2 separate regions of the Dromaius novaehollandiae genome follow, and region 2 is linked to region 1. Evidence: chromatin contacts called from public Hi-C data. All regions are on one chromosome and are shown on one strand. Each heading gives the region's core, a stretch centred on a gene start, on an enhancer-like site or on the middle of the called end of the contact. The rest is flanking DNA. Distances are from core to core; before and after follow the strand shown. Region 1 overlaps ST3GAL1 (ST3 beta-galactoside alpha-2,3-sialyltransferase 1). Region 2 has its middle 90 kb from the start of ST3GAL1.

Region 1 (4,055 bases), core at 1,472-3,971:
ATTGGTGCAAATCCTGAGTGATTCCTGTTGAAATCAATGGGTATGAGGTGGTACAAGCGAGAAGGAAAACAGGTATTCAGTTTTCCTGCCACTGTGAAAAGCAGCAGCCAGACCTGTCACTGTAGCATCCTGCTGCAACGAAGGTGGGCTCTGGGGAGTCTGAGGCCTGAGAAACAAGGTGTAAAATGCCAAACTAGATTTGGGTGGGAATGTAGGAGCAATGTGCCAGCCATATCTTGGTCCCTCTGTAGGTACAGGTCTAGGGGAACCTGGGGTTTGGGTATAAACTATCAGGAAGTCTATCAGGTTGTGTCAGCTGCACTTTTTCCCAAGAATGCTCTTTTTCTAGGCCTTATATTCTGCAAGACATACATCACACTTGATTATCTCCTGGGGAAATTATGGGGCCATCTAATGGGGATGGAGCATTTACGATTAGAGCAGAGTGGACAGTGAATCCAACAACCGGTGGGAGCCCTGGGTTTCAGACCCCTTCCCTGGATCAGGCAAGGAGAGGCTTTGCCATCAGCTCTGCCCTCCCATGCTGCATTTGTAATTAGAGTGACAGTGTATCAGTGCTGTCTGGCTAGCTGCAGGGCTTTCCTTTCTACAAAGTCAGAGGCTAATTGCTGATATTGTATCTGTGTGTAATCGCTTCTCATGGGGCGTTTTGCATTGCACAGCGTGGCAGAAAGTACAGGTGTACTGTCTCCCTTCTTGGAAAGCTGCTCCATACTGCCAGCCATACCTTAGGCTGGTGCTAGAGGCTAAACAGTGACACGAGTTTAACAGCGTGCTGGAGGGCATCTCACAGGGGTTTCACACAGGTTAATGTGTCCTTCACAACAGGTAGGGACCAGCCAAGTGATTATTTTACACCCCATAGAAGTCCACAGCTGAAGTGCGGGGATATAAAGTGATACTAGTTGAAAGATCTCATCTGAAGCTTTTGGCAAAGCCTGGCCTCCTGCATGATGGACTCATGCCTTAATCAGCAAATGCAGCTTGCAGGCATATATTTACAAATGGGCTCTATTTTTAGCAGTGAGGCTGCTACCTGACATTTGCTGAATGCACCACATCCATTTCTTCTGTAGGCGTCTACAGGGTGAAGCAGATGGGTCAGGAGAGACACAGGGAGCCTGTGCCAGCAACAGTGCCTTAGAGAAGGTGTGCACAGCAATGGAGCAGTGATGGCCCTTTCCTATGCAAGAAAGGCAGCTTGGCACAAAACTCTGTCCCTTTCTACCGGGCATCTGTGATCTTGATGCTCTGTGACTGCAGGAGCCGTGGAGACGTTGGGATCTTGCGTTTTTCCACACATGCGCTCTGTGAGACACAACAGGCCAGAGGCGTTTCTTTAGCCCTGAGGCAAGTGGCACAGCACAGGCTGTGTCCACATAGCTAAATTCTGTTCCTATCCGAAATGGGGGATACTCCCAGGCCTGTGCTATCTCCCAAACTGTGCTTGGGCATTGCCTGGGAGAGCATCAATGCTCTTGGGACAAAACCGTGCCAGGAACTGTGCTAACCATTAAACATGGCATGGATTTGGCTTCAGCCCACGCTCCAGGCTTGTTTAATTCGGTGCAGGCAGTTAGTACATGTGGGCTGTGGGCCTTCTCCAAGAGCTAGTGAAACCGTCACAAGCTCGCCACTGACTTGAAAATACACATCTTTTTATTTGTCTGGAGCTTGCTTAGCTCCTTACTGTAAGCAAGCAACCCAGGAGCAAGAAACATGCTTGGAGTTCAGACAGTCAAATTATTTTTAAAATATCTTCAAAAACTTACCACAGTTCAAAATATCATTACATCCCAGTGACTGCAACAAGTGGAAATAGAGCAACTGCTGCGGAGGGCGAGTGCTGCTAGCCAACGGAGCACCTTTCCTCTCCCTTAGCGGTACCAGAGGGAGCAACGCAACCTTCAACACCAGCCATCACACAACAGCATAATCACAGGAGCAGTCTCTTTCCAACCTCAGCTATTTAGTGGCCAAATTATGGCCTGAATGGCACACCAGGAAATAAACTTTCAGTTTAGCTAAGCCTTGTAAAGAATGTGTATTTTTGTTTGCCTTTTTTATGAATGTGAAAGACTTCCCTGGATTCTTGCAGTCTCCCAAAGAGGCAAAAGATCTACAGCTGGATCAGCAGAGCAAACTAACAGACCTGTGTTGCTCACCTTTTCTTTTTTGGCTTTGATTTTCCTTGGAACCGGAACATATGTGCTGATAAAAGAAAAAAAAAAAAAGACTTGGATTAGTAAAAGCGCAACATATTAATATTTTCAAGTATTTCCAAGAATATTTTTCATGTTGAGTAATATTTCCAAATGATTTGAAAGCACTACATCAAATAACTTGTTGTAAAATGAGGCTGCAATTAAATAATGAAGCAATAAAATGAACTGAGCTTTCATTGAGGCAAAGTTTATAGCGAGATGTTACATTTTTAAAAAATTTTAAAGGTAATTGTTGACAGTAGGACACCAGGACTTTAGCTGGCAATATACTATACAGTCAGTACTCCACAGAGCCCAAGACTCTAATTCTCAGACCATCACAGTTGCAGTAAGTCTACTACTTGCACTTAAAGACAGGAATGGCTTTCAGCTTAATTCCATGGCAGAAAAACCTTTTCCCACCAGAGGGAGACTTTTCCCCTTTCAATACTTGTGGCTGATGCACGATTTTCAGAGTAGGTGGTAGCAGAGCTCATGATTTCTGTGGACAGCACAACTCATGCATTCCCAGTCCATGGCCCTGCACCAGCAAGCCTTCCCCTCCCTCCAACCGCTGTGGGAAGCAGAAGGTTGCCAGCAGTTCCTACCAAGTTGTACCTTCTGACTGGGTCAAAATCACGAGTCACATCTTGAAAACAAAAAGGCTGTTCTTTGCCACGTCCCATGCACAATGCACGCTGGCATTGCATGGCTGATCACATGCGTGGCATGTGAAAACAGCCTTGAGTTCGCTTCATGTGCGAAAATACTGGGGACCTGGCCTCACTGCTGGAGCACATCCCCAGACATACCCTGCATGCTTTCTAGACGGACCCTTACTCCACATGGGCAACCACCAGAGCCTTCCACTAGTTCAGTCTAAACGTTTACGCTCAAATTTTGTTAATAAGAAGGATTCTACCGTTAAGTTTTAATACACTCCCAAAACAGTGGTGACCCAGCAGTGTCCTTGTTTCCTCTGGGCATCCCTGAAAAGTGCAATCCCTGCTCCAGGCTGGACGAGGAGGGAGAGGTGATGGGGGTTATGCAGCCCCGGGGATGTGACAAGGGACATGCACTAGGGTGGGCAGCGCTAATGGGAGAGGGGAACAAAAGGGGACCACCTAAAGACCTCTCTGTTTGCACGCAGCAAATCTGCCCTTGCACCTGCTTCCCATGCGTGACCTTGGGTAGCAAAGTTGGCAGAAGCAGACTTGGTGATCCCATACCCTTCTTGTGGTTATGAAGACAAAAGTGTTTTTTTGCTGGCAGAATCCCCTCGTCACCTTAAAAATAAACAGCTGGTCTTTTCTAAAAAGGTGATGTGGAGGAAACAAGGGGGCATATTTTACTGACAACTAGCCAGGTATAGTACAAAACCAGTAAGAATTAGATGCGATGTTCAAGACAGTATTTGCAGATAGCTCTAATTCAACAAAGACAGTACTGTGCTTTGGTCAGATGATGCATTAGCCATTTTAATCATGGGATATTTGTTTTTTTTCAGAAGCAGTACCCAAATCCTGCTGTCACTTAGCTGTAGAATTTCATACAACTGCATAAGAAGCACTGGCATGCTGCCTAAGACCAAATGGAGAGCTACCACATTACGATCACATAAAACCTGGGATGCATAGCAGCCAGGGAGTTAGCGACCTGGTAAGTACCATACTGGAGTGGCACACGGAGCGAAGCCTGCAATGAAGGTGGCTGCAGGTGAAAGTCATATCATCTGGGAAAAGTCTCAGATGAGTCACTTGGCAGGGCTCTAGTGAAGTCTGCGAACCTCACCAGCTGCTCTGCAGGGGACATCTACTGTACCCTTAAACA
Region 2 (4,139 bases), core at 89-2,588, 160 kb after region 1:
CGCTTGAGAGATTCAAAACCATGCAACATACTTAGCCACACACCAGTACTGCTGGCAGATATGTAACTAAACCCTAGGCATTGCTTTGAAAAAAAACCTCAACCATCTACATAACATTTTTATTTTTCTGGAACATGTTTGGCTGAATTCAAAGGGTGCTAGAAAGTTTTGATGGCTACACTGAGCACTGGAGGGTCTAAGCATCCTTAAAAAAGTAGGCATGTTGATACAAGTTTTAGACAGTTTGGGAAAGAAATACCCTGAATATAGTTTGTCTCATAAGAAAAGGGGCGAGGGCATCTGTGTGTGGATTTGTGCATGTCTAAAGCTTACTCAAGAGGAATATATTTTTGCTTATATATATATTTAAATATATATTTATCAGGAATTTAAAGAAAATGCAAGGAGACATCCTAGCTTTCCACATTACTCTACAGTGTATCTATGGCATAGTGGGATCACAGCAGTGAATGCTGCAGACCAAAGCAGGGCTGAATGAAACTGAAGACCCAGAGCCATAAGTGAGCTGCTTGGGTGAACCCTTCCAATCCTGGTTAATCCCTATGATTTCCTTGGGACAACAGGTAGCTCACGGGGTGACTATGGGCAGAGTCCCAGACAGGAAAGGAAAGCCAGATGCAGAGAAAAGGGGAAATTAAGGAAAGCGATAGCTTTCCTTCAGTAGCCATGTATAATATGCACATATATAAGCTATAATAATACATAGCAACACGTGTAAAAAGCTGCAGCCAGACTCTCCCTGACTCGGGGAGGTTTGCTGAGGGTGATTAGCCAGGCTCGCTCCAGGACAGCGGTGGTGGCCCACCACAAATGGAAGGAAACATTTCTATGGTTATTATTCCTGCAAGGACGGCAGGATCTTTCGCCCTGCATTCCTTCGCTTCTGTGGCTTTTTCTTCACTAGACTTCTAATAATACAGCAGGATCACTTTTTTTTTTCTTTTCCAGTTGGCTGGGTTGATTTCTCCAGCCACTCCTCGCTACCTAATAATGTGTGTAAAAGGCAATATTTACTTTTGCAACGCTACCTGCCCCGAGAGCAGGAAGGCATCCAGCGTAACAGCTGCGGCCACTAATTCACTGCAACTGCAGCCTGTCTTCTCAGCACCGGCTACATTTCTTTTCCATATGCTAACTCCCTTTTAGCTTAATTTTCCCATTACCCGGCAGTAACATTGAGTAACTGTGTTGGGCTGTATTCAAATGCAAATTAATATCCTCTTCTGCCCATTAGCTCGGCTGTTTCTTGTCTAGCCAAAGCGACTAGAAACAAGTGAGGAGCCTGGTTCAGCGGTCAGAGAGAGGGGCCCTGCCGGGGCTGGAGCTGCTGTTCATCCCCCGAGAGGAGACACAAAACAGCAGGCTGCGGAAAGGAGAGGTCCTCCACCGAGACATTTCCTGTCAAATAACCCCTGAACTCCAACCATTCAACATCTGCTCCTGCTCTCCCCAACGCCAGTGTTTGACATATATAATTCACACAATGCCTATACTGTGCTCCGGATCGGAGACACCCGGCGCATTGACATTGAGGAACGTTTGAGGAAGAGGACGGGAAGGGGAGCTGAGCGGAAGAGAGATATCACTGAGTAAACCATATGACTCAGATCTTAAAAATCGCTAATGAGCCAGGCGGCTAAACGAAAGATACCTTTGAGCCAAATATTCTGGTAAAAGCAAGTTCCCCAAAAGAGGAAGAAGAGGGAATATAGACTTGAATGCTGACGGATAACATGAGGGAAGGGGAGGGGAACGGAGAAGGGGGAGAGAAGGAAATAAATACAAGAAGAGCATATGATTTATCTCATTCCTTGGAAAAGGTGGGGTCTCTTCGTCCCCCATGGACACAGACATACTCTGTCCCACAGGACCGCTTGGGACTAGAAATACTAGCATCATTTTGGGAGGGAAAGAGTGGTGTCATTCCTCCACACCTCCACCCAGAAAAATAAGCTCCATCATTGTGAGTCACCACACCCGAAAGGGCTTATGCATTTCCTCATGCCAATGCAACTCTCTGAGCTCCACTTGAATCTGTTTTCTGCTCTGAGGCTTAGCCTGCAGTTTCCTGCTGGACTCACCTTTCCCTTCCCAGCACAGGCAAGGGGTGTGTGTGCAAACAGCACTATTCCTTGCTGAGCAGATGGCCTGTTCTGCAAAAGCATTTCAGACCAATTTTTTCTAATTTTGTATTTTTTCTTCCTGCTATAAAAAAAATATATAGTTTAAGTTGACTATTTCTCCTTTGAAAATCCTAAAAAGGAAGGGGCTGTGTGAACAGGAATATCATCCCTCACTATGAAGGCTTCACTGCATGATAAGAGACAAAGTCCGAGGGGGAATCTGTGATGCTTGATCCTGCGCTGAGACCAGCTCGAGCTCAGTTGCTGGAAGGTATGCTGGTGTGGACAGGGTGCATTGGCTAAAAATGGTTAAGCAGCACTCTGTGACTGCAGTTCTGACTGGAGGTGTTAGTTATAACACTCATTCAGCCAAGAGGCATTGAAGAGGGCATCTCGCCTCCCAAGGCGATTTCTGCAATACCTATCAGAAATCTCAGATTGTAAACACTTGCAATAAGTTATATGCAAAATGGATTTTAAGCCAAAATTAAATAGGTAGATTTTTGTACCTAACACCTGAATAAGTAAGAGATATTTGTAATCTATTTGCAAAGAAGAAAGGGAGGGGAGTCCTTGAATAAATTACTCACCATGAATAATTCATTCCTCCCTAGAAAAACCAAAACCTTAGAGTTCATGGTAGGCAAAAAGACAGTTTTTGAAATTTTTGGTTTCTGAGTTCAGAACATTGTTTATCTTCTAATACAAGATCAACTTACACATGAGAATCCTGCTCTTCTGGTACAAAATAATAAACATGTCAGCCCAGATAACTGCTGAAATTAAGCCATCTGCAAGGTGTTGCCATGGAAAGACCCTATTGCACAGGAGTTTTTGGCCATGGAGTCATTCTGGAGATCATACTTTTTGTGCAGGACCTCAGTTTTTAAGGTCCCCTTTGGACAGAGTAAACTCCATGCAGATCAGTGTTGTCGTTTCTTTAATCTTAGAAACAGAAAGAGCGAAGACAACTCTTTCCATGAGAATGGGTGATAGCAGGGAAGGAGAGGTTTTGTTACAAGGTGATGAAAATATGTTTTCTGGACAAAGATGTGAGCAGTTAATCCGACATGGAGTGAAAGAAATCAGACAAATGTTACATGAAACAGATCAGCTTTCATCTCTGACCTACCCACAAAGGACGAGCACAAACTAAAGGCAGGCAAAACAACCCTTGTCCAGCTGGCTTTTCTTATCTTTTAAGAGAGGCAGCAACAGGACTCCAAGCTTTGAAGTCAATCAAACGATGAGCCTGCTAAAACCGATTCGCACATGCCTGCATGCTGGGGCATCTATGAACAGATAGCTGGAAATGAAGCACTTGGGAATGGAAATGGTCGGGAAACTCTGAGGCTGCTGGGATCATGGAGAGACCTGTAGATCCCCTCTGTCCACTGCACAAAAGAGGGTGAGCAAAGCATAGGGATGGTATTTCATGCTGCTGAATGTGCATATTGTGTCGCTTTTGCTGCTCACATTTGCAGCATTCCCCATTCTGCAGCTCTCAAGGCCCTCAGCCCACCCCTGAGGTCCTGCGGGTCCAGAGCCTGGTCTCTGGCTGAGGCCAGCACTGAATGTGTCAGATGAAGTGCAAAAAAACCCATAATGAACCATAATGGAATAACAGGCCAGAGGGAAAGTTTCTCTCTAATGGCCAGTGATTGGTTCAATAAAAGCAGAGCACAGAACAACAAAAACAGAGAGGAGACTGGCAGCAGGATCAGCCCCGCTGTTACTGCAGAGAGCCAGCCACCATGAGCCAAACAGAGCAGAGAGTGATATCAGGGTGCTGTTCTCCTGCTGCAGGACACAAATAACTTCCCCTGAAATCAATGACACTCATCTGTATCATGCGGCAATAGTATAAAGCCTCCTATCTAGTTTTCTCAGTGGTGATGTTGCAGCTCTATCAGTGAGGGTGAAGCATGAGTGCAGGTGTAATTCTTCCCCTCTGTTCAAGAGCACTTCACTTTCATGACAAGCGGCAAAACATTG

What was found. A called contact is a pair of places that touch in the nucleus more often than the background predicts.
Region 2: a Hi-C map of brain shows a contact between it and region 1, with 2.6 times the contacts expected there. The contact joins two enhancer-like sites. A contact is called at or near these places in 2 of 4 Hi-C or Micro-C datasets (brain and liver).

What each region holds. Positions count from the first base shown.
Region 1 is chr2:161,511,095-161,515,149 of bDroNov1.hap1, forward strand. It overlaps ST3GAL1 (ST3 beta-galactoside alpha-2,3-sialyltransferase 1), which reads right to left. Exons shown (of 7, transcript XM_064507892.1): 5 at 2,187-2,232. Among named protein-coding and RNA genes, the nearest start is that of ST3GAL1, 69 kb to the right of the region's middle. Within about 2 kb of position 2,722, at least 1 of the 2 cell types and tissues checked has open chromatin away from gene starts, as enhancers often do.
Region 2 is chr2:161,670,178-161,674,316 of bDroNov1.hap1, forward strand. No RefSeq gene overlaps it. Among named protein-coding and RNA genes, the nearest start is that of ST3GAL1, 90 kb to the left of the region's middle. Within about 2 kb of position 1,339, at least 1 of the 2 cell types and tissues checked has open chromatin away from gene starts, as enhancers often do.